Regions from separate parts of the Triticum aestivum genome. Here region 1 is linked to region 2. The links are chromatin contacts, called in public Hi-C maps. All regions are on one chromosome and are shown on one strand. Each heading gives the region's core, a stretch centred on a gene start, on an enhancer-like site or on the middle of the called end of the contact. The rest is flanking DNA. Distances are from core to core; before and after follow the strand shown.

What was found. A called contact is a pair of places that touch in the nucleus more often than the background predicts.
Region 1: a contact with region 2 is called in a Hi-C map of leaf, with 3 times the contacts expected there. The contact joins the promoter of LOC123103704 here to the promoter of LOC123107033 in region 2. A contact is called at or near these places in 1 of 5 Hi-C or Micro-C datasets (leaf) and 1 of 1 datasets of contacts at active chromatin or transcription factors (leaf).

The regions. Positions count from the first base shown.
Region 1 is chr5A:416,261,484-416,265,222 of IWGSC CS RefSeq v2.1, forward strand. It overlaps LOC123103704 (protein FAR1-RELATED SEQUENCE 5), which reads left to right and starts at 1,765. Exons shown (of 7, transcript XM_044525373.1): 1 at 1,765-1,852; 2 at 2,055-2,142; 3 at 2,243-2,471; 4 at 3,044-3,734. The coding sequence starts at 3,488.
Region 2 is chr5A:415,814,362-415,818,681 of IWGSC CS RefSeq v2.1, forward strand. It overlaps LOC123107033 (cytochrome c1), which reads left to right and starts at 1,660. Exons shown (of 3, transcript XM_044529042.1): 1 at 1,660-1,973; 2 at 2,234-2,413; 3 at 2,528-2,900. The coding sequence starts at 1,809. The coding sequence ends at 2,833.

The DNA of each region.
Region 1 (3,739 bases), core at 515-3,014, 450 kb after region 2:
AAAATGTAGATAAAATGTATATCCTCTAGCTCTCATGTGTTTTAGTCTCTCTTTTCTCTTTATTCAATTGAGGAGAAGCTTGTCCAATATCGTTTGAGATTGTTTGGGCATATTCAGCGCAGGCCTCCAGAAGCTCCAGTGCATAGCGGACGGCTAAAGCGTGCGGAGAATGTCAAGACAGGGCGGGGTCGACCGATTTTGACATGGGAGGAGTCCGTTAAGAGAGACCTGAAGGATTGGAGTATCGACAAAGAGCTAGCTATGGACAGGGGTGCGTGGAAGCTTGCTATCCATGTGCCAGAGCCATCAGTTGGTTGCGAGATCTTATGGGTTTCACCTCTAGCCTACCCCAACTTGTTTGGGACTAAAGGCTTTGTTGTTGTTGTTGTTGTTGTTGTTGTTCTCTTTATGTTGTATCACCAATGATGAGAAAGAGATCAGGGGCCATGGAGAGGGAGAGAGAGAGGTCTAAATGATTGTAGCCATACCAGTTTCATGTTTCCATGTATGACATTATACTAGATAGAAAACAGTAACTTTGTGTGGGTTGATTATACTAAATACTTCTAACATAATAATCTACATGTATCAATTGTTGCCCATTACTTGCGTACACACTATACCATAGTATTTTAGTAGTGCACCCTATAAAAAAAGCATCAATGCATATGATCCCTTATATCTCACTTCTTGCTTTACATGTGATTTTCTACCTTCAAAAGGTAACATGAGCACCTTGATTTCCTATCTTTTTAGACACATATTTCTTTCAGGGGTTATTTTTCAAACATCCACAACTCCTGCCTCTTACTTAATACACTACATTATTAAAGCTTCCCAAAGACAGTACATGTTTAAAAAAGTTTATATCTTTTAGTTTTACAAGCTCCCTAAAACTAAACCGCTGTGGAATAGGTGTACCTGCCTGCTTTAAAATGTGAGCTACTTATATAGATATTTTTTTCCTCATCATTCTTAAGTATTTCCCCTAAAACTGGGTTATGCATAGATGATGACTGCTACAACTCAAAGTAAATATTCTGAACCTAACTAAAGGGTTCTGATGATGGTGGCACAGGCACTAGCAAGTATCTAATGCATATACATGACTTCATATTATTTATCTTATTCACATTCACATACTAATATATTCATGATTTTTTTTTTTGCATTGTAGAGTGCTAGCGCGCTACATTGCAGAGAAAGCTTTGAGAAAATGCTTTGTTGGGATGATAGACAAGAATAATCAATCCTCATTCCAAGGTTAGATTTGTACTTCCTTCCCAGTTCTTCTTTACAAAGGACCAATCCTCTTACTTTATCCATTCATGTTGTCTTAATTTTGTTCCTTCATGGAAAAACATTTTCTCATTTCAATCTTTCTCCATTTGGTATGAGTATGGCACATGCTCTTAATTTTTTGACTATTCTTGGTTGATTAATGGTTGGTGTATTGCCTTCCACTTTGGATTTCTCAATCCTCTTGCTTAGGCTACGTGTACCATTCTGTCACATGCCGCCATCGATCTGAGCAAAAATTAGTGTAGATGAACCGAGCTATTTTATTGTAAGCTGTGTACAGAACTTCATGGGAAAATAATCATGTAGTTAATGTTTTATGAGAGCGGCGTTACTGAGAGCGGCAGCAGCTGAACACTTTATCATGTTCATTGGTCCACTTCTAGAGATATGCGCTAGTGGGGCCATATCAGAGAATACGGTCGTGGTAAAACGAATCTGATGCCGGAATACGGTTGTGAACAGTTCTGTACGACAGCTGGCTGGCACATTGTAGGAGCGTGCCGTGATGGCAATGAGCCGGTCCGTGGCTCAGCTCCGTTGCGAGAATGTGGTCCTCCGAACAGACACGCACGGCACCGTCTGATGGAAAAAGGCGCCGTCACCGCCGCAGTAAATGATGTATGCGTTGGGCAGGTGCGGGGCAACCCAGAGATATGACGGTCTTCTCCCAACAATGAGCAATTCCGCTCCACGCCCCCCCCCCCCCCCCCCCCCCCATTATCCCAAACCCTACCAAGTGAAGACGGCGCAAGTTCCACAAATGGCAGAGGAGGGAAGTGCGACGATGTGTGCGGAAGAATTGCAGAACGGGCTTGAATTTCTGCTAGATCCAGTCGACAGGTACGACGTATATCTGACCACTCTGTTCTTCTGGTCGCATAGATGAACAACCGATGGAAAAATGCTGACTGCTTCTTGTTTTCCCCCCCTGGATCCATAGATTTCCGCTGAATGAGGTCACCGCCGACGTTGAGCGGCCAGATCCGCTGGTGCTGGTGGACGTCCGGCGGTCGGCGAGCAACTGCCGACTCATCTTCCGCAAGTGTATTTGGTCATATCGGCGCTTCAACTCACCATGTCAGATCCCCTTGCAAGAGGCCGCTCTCACCAACGAAATATGCTGAGTCCACTGGGAAGGTTAACCCAGAGGCACCAGGGCGGACGAGGAGGTACATAACTGAATCATGGAATTTTTTTACAAAATGGGTACAATTTCAGTAGAGTAGTAGATAATCCTCTGCAGAAAAAATTAGTGTCAGCTATGGTGATGCAAAAAATAGAAAAATGTCTTATTTTTTCATGACTAGTGATAAACTCCTGAGATAATATATAACATTCACAAACTAAAAAGTGAGCCTCCCTCAAATTTCAGGCTTCGAATTGGGCGCGCTCCCCTTGATAGAGTTCCGTGTGCTGGTAGAGTAACTCCATTGGAAGAAACCATAAGGAGATATGCCGACAAACCTACAGAAAGTGTAGTAAAGCCGCAGATTGGGATGAGTTTTGATTCCCTTGGGGAAGCTTATGATTTTTATAATCTATATTCGTGGGAGCTTGGATTTGGTATACGATATGGCAAGAGTCGTCTCAATGTTGAGAGGACTAAATGTATGCAAGAGATTGTTTGTGGATGCTCGGTCAGCAACAAGAAACTCACTTGTTTTTATATACTTTTGCGAAATATCGTGACCTCTGCAATTTCATATCGAACTGTCTGACATGTGAAAGAAAATGTTTGCAGGGGAAACTTGAGCAGCAGAATAGCAGATCTTGCCGTTGCGAGTGCCCTGCGATGGTGAGGTTACTAAGAGCTGCAGACAATGGATGGTACATTGCTGAGCACCGGGCAAGCCACAATCATTCGCTATCTCTTACATGCGGGGAAAAGGTTCACTGGCCATCCCACAAACACACAGATGTGTACACAAAGGATCTCGTGAAACAGCTTAGGGAAAACAATCTGAACCTCAACAAGGTGTATAGCATAGTTGGGAGCTTCTTCGGATCAACACAGAGCGTGCCTTTTACAAAAAGGTCATTGCGCAATCTGTGCGGGAGAATAAGCAGAGACCAAGCTGATGATGATGTCAACAAAACCCTTGCCGTCTTCAAAGAGATTCAGCAGAACGACCCGGAATTCACATATAGGGTCTAGGGTGACGAGGAAAGCAGAATAAAAAACCTTATGTGGACAAATGGAAACATCAAGCTGCAGTACAAGTTCTTTGGCGATGTTGTCACATTCGATACAACATACCGGACAAACTTGTATGACATGCCATTTGGTTTGTTCGTGGGAGTGAACAATCACTTCCAAAGCATAATACTAGCTGGAGTGCTGATGCGCGATGAACAAGTAGAGAGCTTCCAATGGGTATTTTCTGAGTTCATCAACATGATGGGCGGGAAACACCCGCAGACAATATTGACAGGTTTG
Region 2 (4,320 bases), core at 410-2,909:
CTTAGGGCGCCGAATAGGACTTACTTTATAACCGTGCTCTGTCGAGAACCCTACTTTCCGCATGGCAGAATAAACGAGCTTCGGCGCCTTACCAGCATCACCAGCTTTTCTGCGAGCTCCTCTGGGTCGTCAAACCAGTATTCACTGGCCCGGCCTCTACTGATTAATTGGAAATCCTTTTTACAAATCTCCTCCTCAAATCACACGATGCTTTAAAAGGACTTATTTAAAAAAAACATAGTGGTAAAACTTTTTTCAAATGCACATCTTCCTTTCCTGAAACTCTAACAACCTACTAGACCATTAGCGATGGAATCCCCAACATGTCAACCTACGTGGGCCGCGTCGTGGTCGCCACGACCGCCAGTTGAGGGAGAATGCTTCTGCCCCAACCCCATCCCACATCTTTTGAAACAGGCTTTCGCCCCGTTATATATATAAAACACCAATCAAATAGAGTACACGGCCAGACAATACAAAGGGATGAGGTAGGCCTCTTGCAACCCGCAGCTGTGACTGAAGGGCTTGCCTGTTTAGGGTTGGGGTTTAGAGTTTAAGGTTTAGGCTCATCTCCTGTCCTCTTTGGCGCAACGCTAGGTGGGAGACGCACGCCAGGAGACCCATGTAACAGTTAGGGACGCGAGCTGACCACGTGAGCGACTCGAGTAGCCTCAGAAGAAGAAAAACGTGAGCGACATGAGCCTATTACTCGCGGCGAGCGTGACATAGCAGCTCCCTGCATATGACGATCGGTTTCGCACTGACAGAAGGGTTGCTGTCTTTCAGGCCCGGCTACTGCTTTTCCCCGGCAAACAAGGATGTTGCCGTATGGCGTATGTCCATGGAACTCGGGAAATGTTACTGACACTAATTCAACGGAGCTGCTGGTGCTGCTGATTTGCCTTTCAATGTTGCTGTCAGAATGCCTCTGAATGTGTCAACGAGCAAGCCGTGTTTCTGCGTGCTGGTTTCAATCTTCATCTCTCCATTTTGGCCGTAGCAGAAGGTCTTGCCTGTCCCTGTCCAGATTAAAATAAAAGCGTTAGTTACTTCCGGTAGTGTGCCTGATACTCAACTACCGGTTGAGAGTTTATCTTATCAACCGAGGTTGGATGCTGCGTATATACGAGATTCCAAATTCCAAGAACAATGATTCTGACGAGCAATCATGGCCAGGGAAACAAACAGGAGGCTTTTCTAATTTCCCGAGGGCCAAATTAACAACGAGAACCAGCTGTTTCTGTAGGATGATTGCCATTCTGCCAGAAGGGCCACTGCATCATTATGCACGGACGGACGTAGTGTGATGAGCATGAACGGGAAAGGGCACCGCACCGCACCGCGCCTAGTGGGCGCTAGTTGCGGTGGTTAGGAAATTCCGGAGCCTGCCCTGGGACGCCCAACACACCGGCAGGCAGCAGCACAACCGGCCGCCGCCGTCCCAAAGTCCAATGGGCAGCAGGAAGTACTACTAACATCGATGATGGGATGGGCAGCCGCATATGATATGCGCAATGACAGCACCACGCAGCGAGTTTGTTATTCAGGAGTTGCCGGGTCCTGCGCCCCAGCAGGACGTTGACCGGAGTCTCCTTGCATTGCAGCATAGAATATAGAACTGTCTTGGCCGGCCTCAATGGCAGGTAGCGGAGTGCCTAACCTACCGGGTACCGGCTGGTCAGCTGGAGCACATCCGCCGCTGCATATAACGAATACCGCTTCCTGCTGCGTGTGTGTGTGGGTGTGTTCCTGGCTATCTGGTTCTTGACTCCGTCAACCCTCGCTCTAGCGGCGGCGCTGCAGTGGAGATGGGGGCGTGTGCGACGAAGCCTGCTGACCTCAAGGTAGAAGGTGAGGCGCCGGAGGTTCTGGAGGACGCCGCGGAGAAGAACGTCGCCGGTGTGGCTGTGGCTGAAACTGAACCGGCCGCCGACGGGATTCGCCGGAGGTCTCTCAGCGACCTGCTCAAAGAGGTACACAGCTTTGATTTCCTCTTCACTCGCTACTTTAATACAGTGACAGAAGAGCAGGTTTTGATTTAGCAGTTGCGGTCATGTTTCATTAGTCCATTAGTCACACGATAAAACTTGGTTTGGTAGGGTGTCAACAAGTTCCATGGATAGCAGCAGGGGATTTCTAACATCCCCTTTTATCTGGATGGTGTATCCTGCAATTTTATGCGATTTGCACTTCATGAGTCGAGAAGCTCTACTGATTCTGCTCCTTTTGACAGAACGACGAGAGTGACGTCGAGGCTCCGGAGGCAGAGAAGAAGGCTGAAGAACCTGCAGCAGCTACCGCTGATGAAAATGGAGCGACAGAGGAGCAGCTAGCAGTTGAGCCCTCCACTGCGACGACCGAGCCAAATCACACGGCCGAAATCCTGGAGCCAGAGGATGCACATGACGCGCAGGTGGTGGAAGAAGAGAAACGTGTGGATCCTGATTCAGTTCAGGTTGCAATTTATCTTTATGCGATTTGCACTTGATGAGTCAAGAAGCTCTACTGAATCTGCTCCTTTTGACAGAACGACGAGACTGACGACGAAGCTCCTGAGGCTGAGCCAGAGAAGAAGGCTGAAGAACCAGCAGCAGCTACCGCTGATGAAAATGAAGTGACAGAGGAGCAGCTAGCAGTTGAGCCCTCCGTTGCGACGACCGAGCCAAATCACACGGCCGAAATCCTGGAGCCTGAGGCTGCAGAGGATCCCCAGACACATGCACAGGTGGTGGAAGAAGAGAAACGTGTGGATCCTGATTCAGTTCAGGTTACTGTTGTTGATTCTACTGAAAGTGTTGAAGAGAGCAAGGTCGTGGCCGATACGTCTACCTGAATTATTCTTTATTTATTTTGAGGAAATATTTGTGCCCCTGAGATTGATAATGGTATTTTCTTGTTCATTTCCGTGCTGTAATGCTCAGTTTTTTTTTGGTTTTTCTGTGTATGTATTGCATGCCTGGTGGTGTAATAGCTAGATTTTATTGCCATTTCCTTGTTTATGCAACGTTATTACTAGATTTTATTGTCATGTCACGGTTTATGCAACTTTAGGGCGTCTCTAACGGTGACCCGCAAATTTCTTCCCGCATCCGTCCATGAACACGGATGCGGGATGCCGCTATTCAACTGCATATATTTCAAACTCTTTTTCAACAAAGCGGATGAAATTCATGCAAACTGGGCTGTATTTTATATAAACACGACGAATTTCATACAAACCGGACAAAACCGGACTAGTCTACGGCCGGCGCCGGCAGGTATCCATTCTGACGACATGATACCCTCGACTATCTATTGCCGGCCGCGGTGGGTCTCCAACGCTGTCCCCATGAGCGGCAGCGATGAGCCCCAGAGATATATGCTTCAGCGCAAAAGACGACTCACTTTCGCACCGCTCACCGGAGTGGAATCGCCGCCTGATGCTTCAGCCGGAGGGGGAGGGTCCCTACGCTGCACGGACCAAGGTTGGTTCTTAGGTAAGGGGACAACGTTGACTGGCGAGAGGGCAAGACACCGCTGTGTACGCCGGCAGTGCCTCGGCGGTGGCCTTCATGGGACCCAAGCGACGCGGCCACCTGTGTTCTACTTCTCCTTGATGATGGGGACGGGCACGGACATGCTGGCCGCCACCTCGTCGATATCCGCAAAGCCGGCTTCTTTCTCTGCCTGCATGGTGCGGCTACGAGCGCGTCGACAGCAAATGGCGCGGTCGTAGGCATTGGAGGCGCGATACGATGCAACGTCGTCGCCGGTAGCGACGATGCCCGTGCTACCATGTTCCTTGCCGTGCCGGCCTGGAGCAACTCACCACTCCTTCACGAACTAGCTTGGAGCGGCGAGTAGCTGAACCACACGTCGGCTTGGGGCGGCAACTTGCTCCATCAAGCTAGCCGAGGGAGGTGAAGCAGCGAGCTGCGTCGCTTGAATTTGCCGGGCTCGGCGGGCCACCCAACCGCCTTTTATGCCGGTGAACTATTCTTACTACTCGTGGGATGCTGATACGTCTCCAATGTATCTATAATTTTTTATTGTTCCATGTTATTATAGTATCAATCTTGGATGTTTTATATGTAATTATATGCAACTTTATATCATTTTTTGGGACTAACCTATTAACCTAGTGCCAGTGTCAGTTGCTGTTTTTTGCTTATTTTTGGCTTTTCAGAAAATCAGTATCAAACAGAGTCCAAACGGAGAAAAAACTTTGGATTAATTTTTTCTGAACCAGAAGGGACCCACGAAGGTTCGGGAGAAGACCTGAGGAGTCACGAGGAAGCAACAAGCTCAGGGGGCGTGATACGTCTCCAACGTATCTATAAT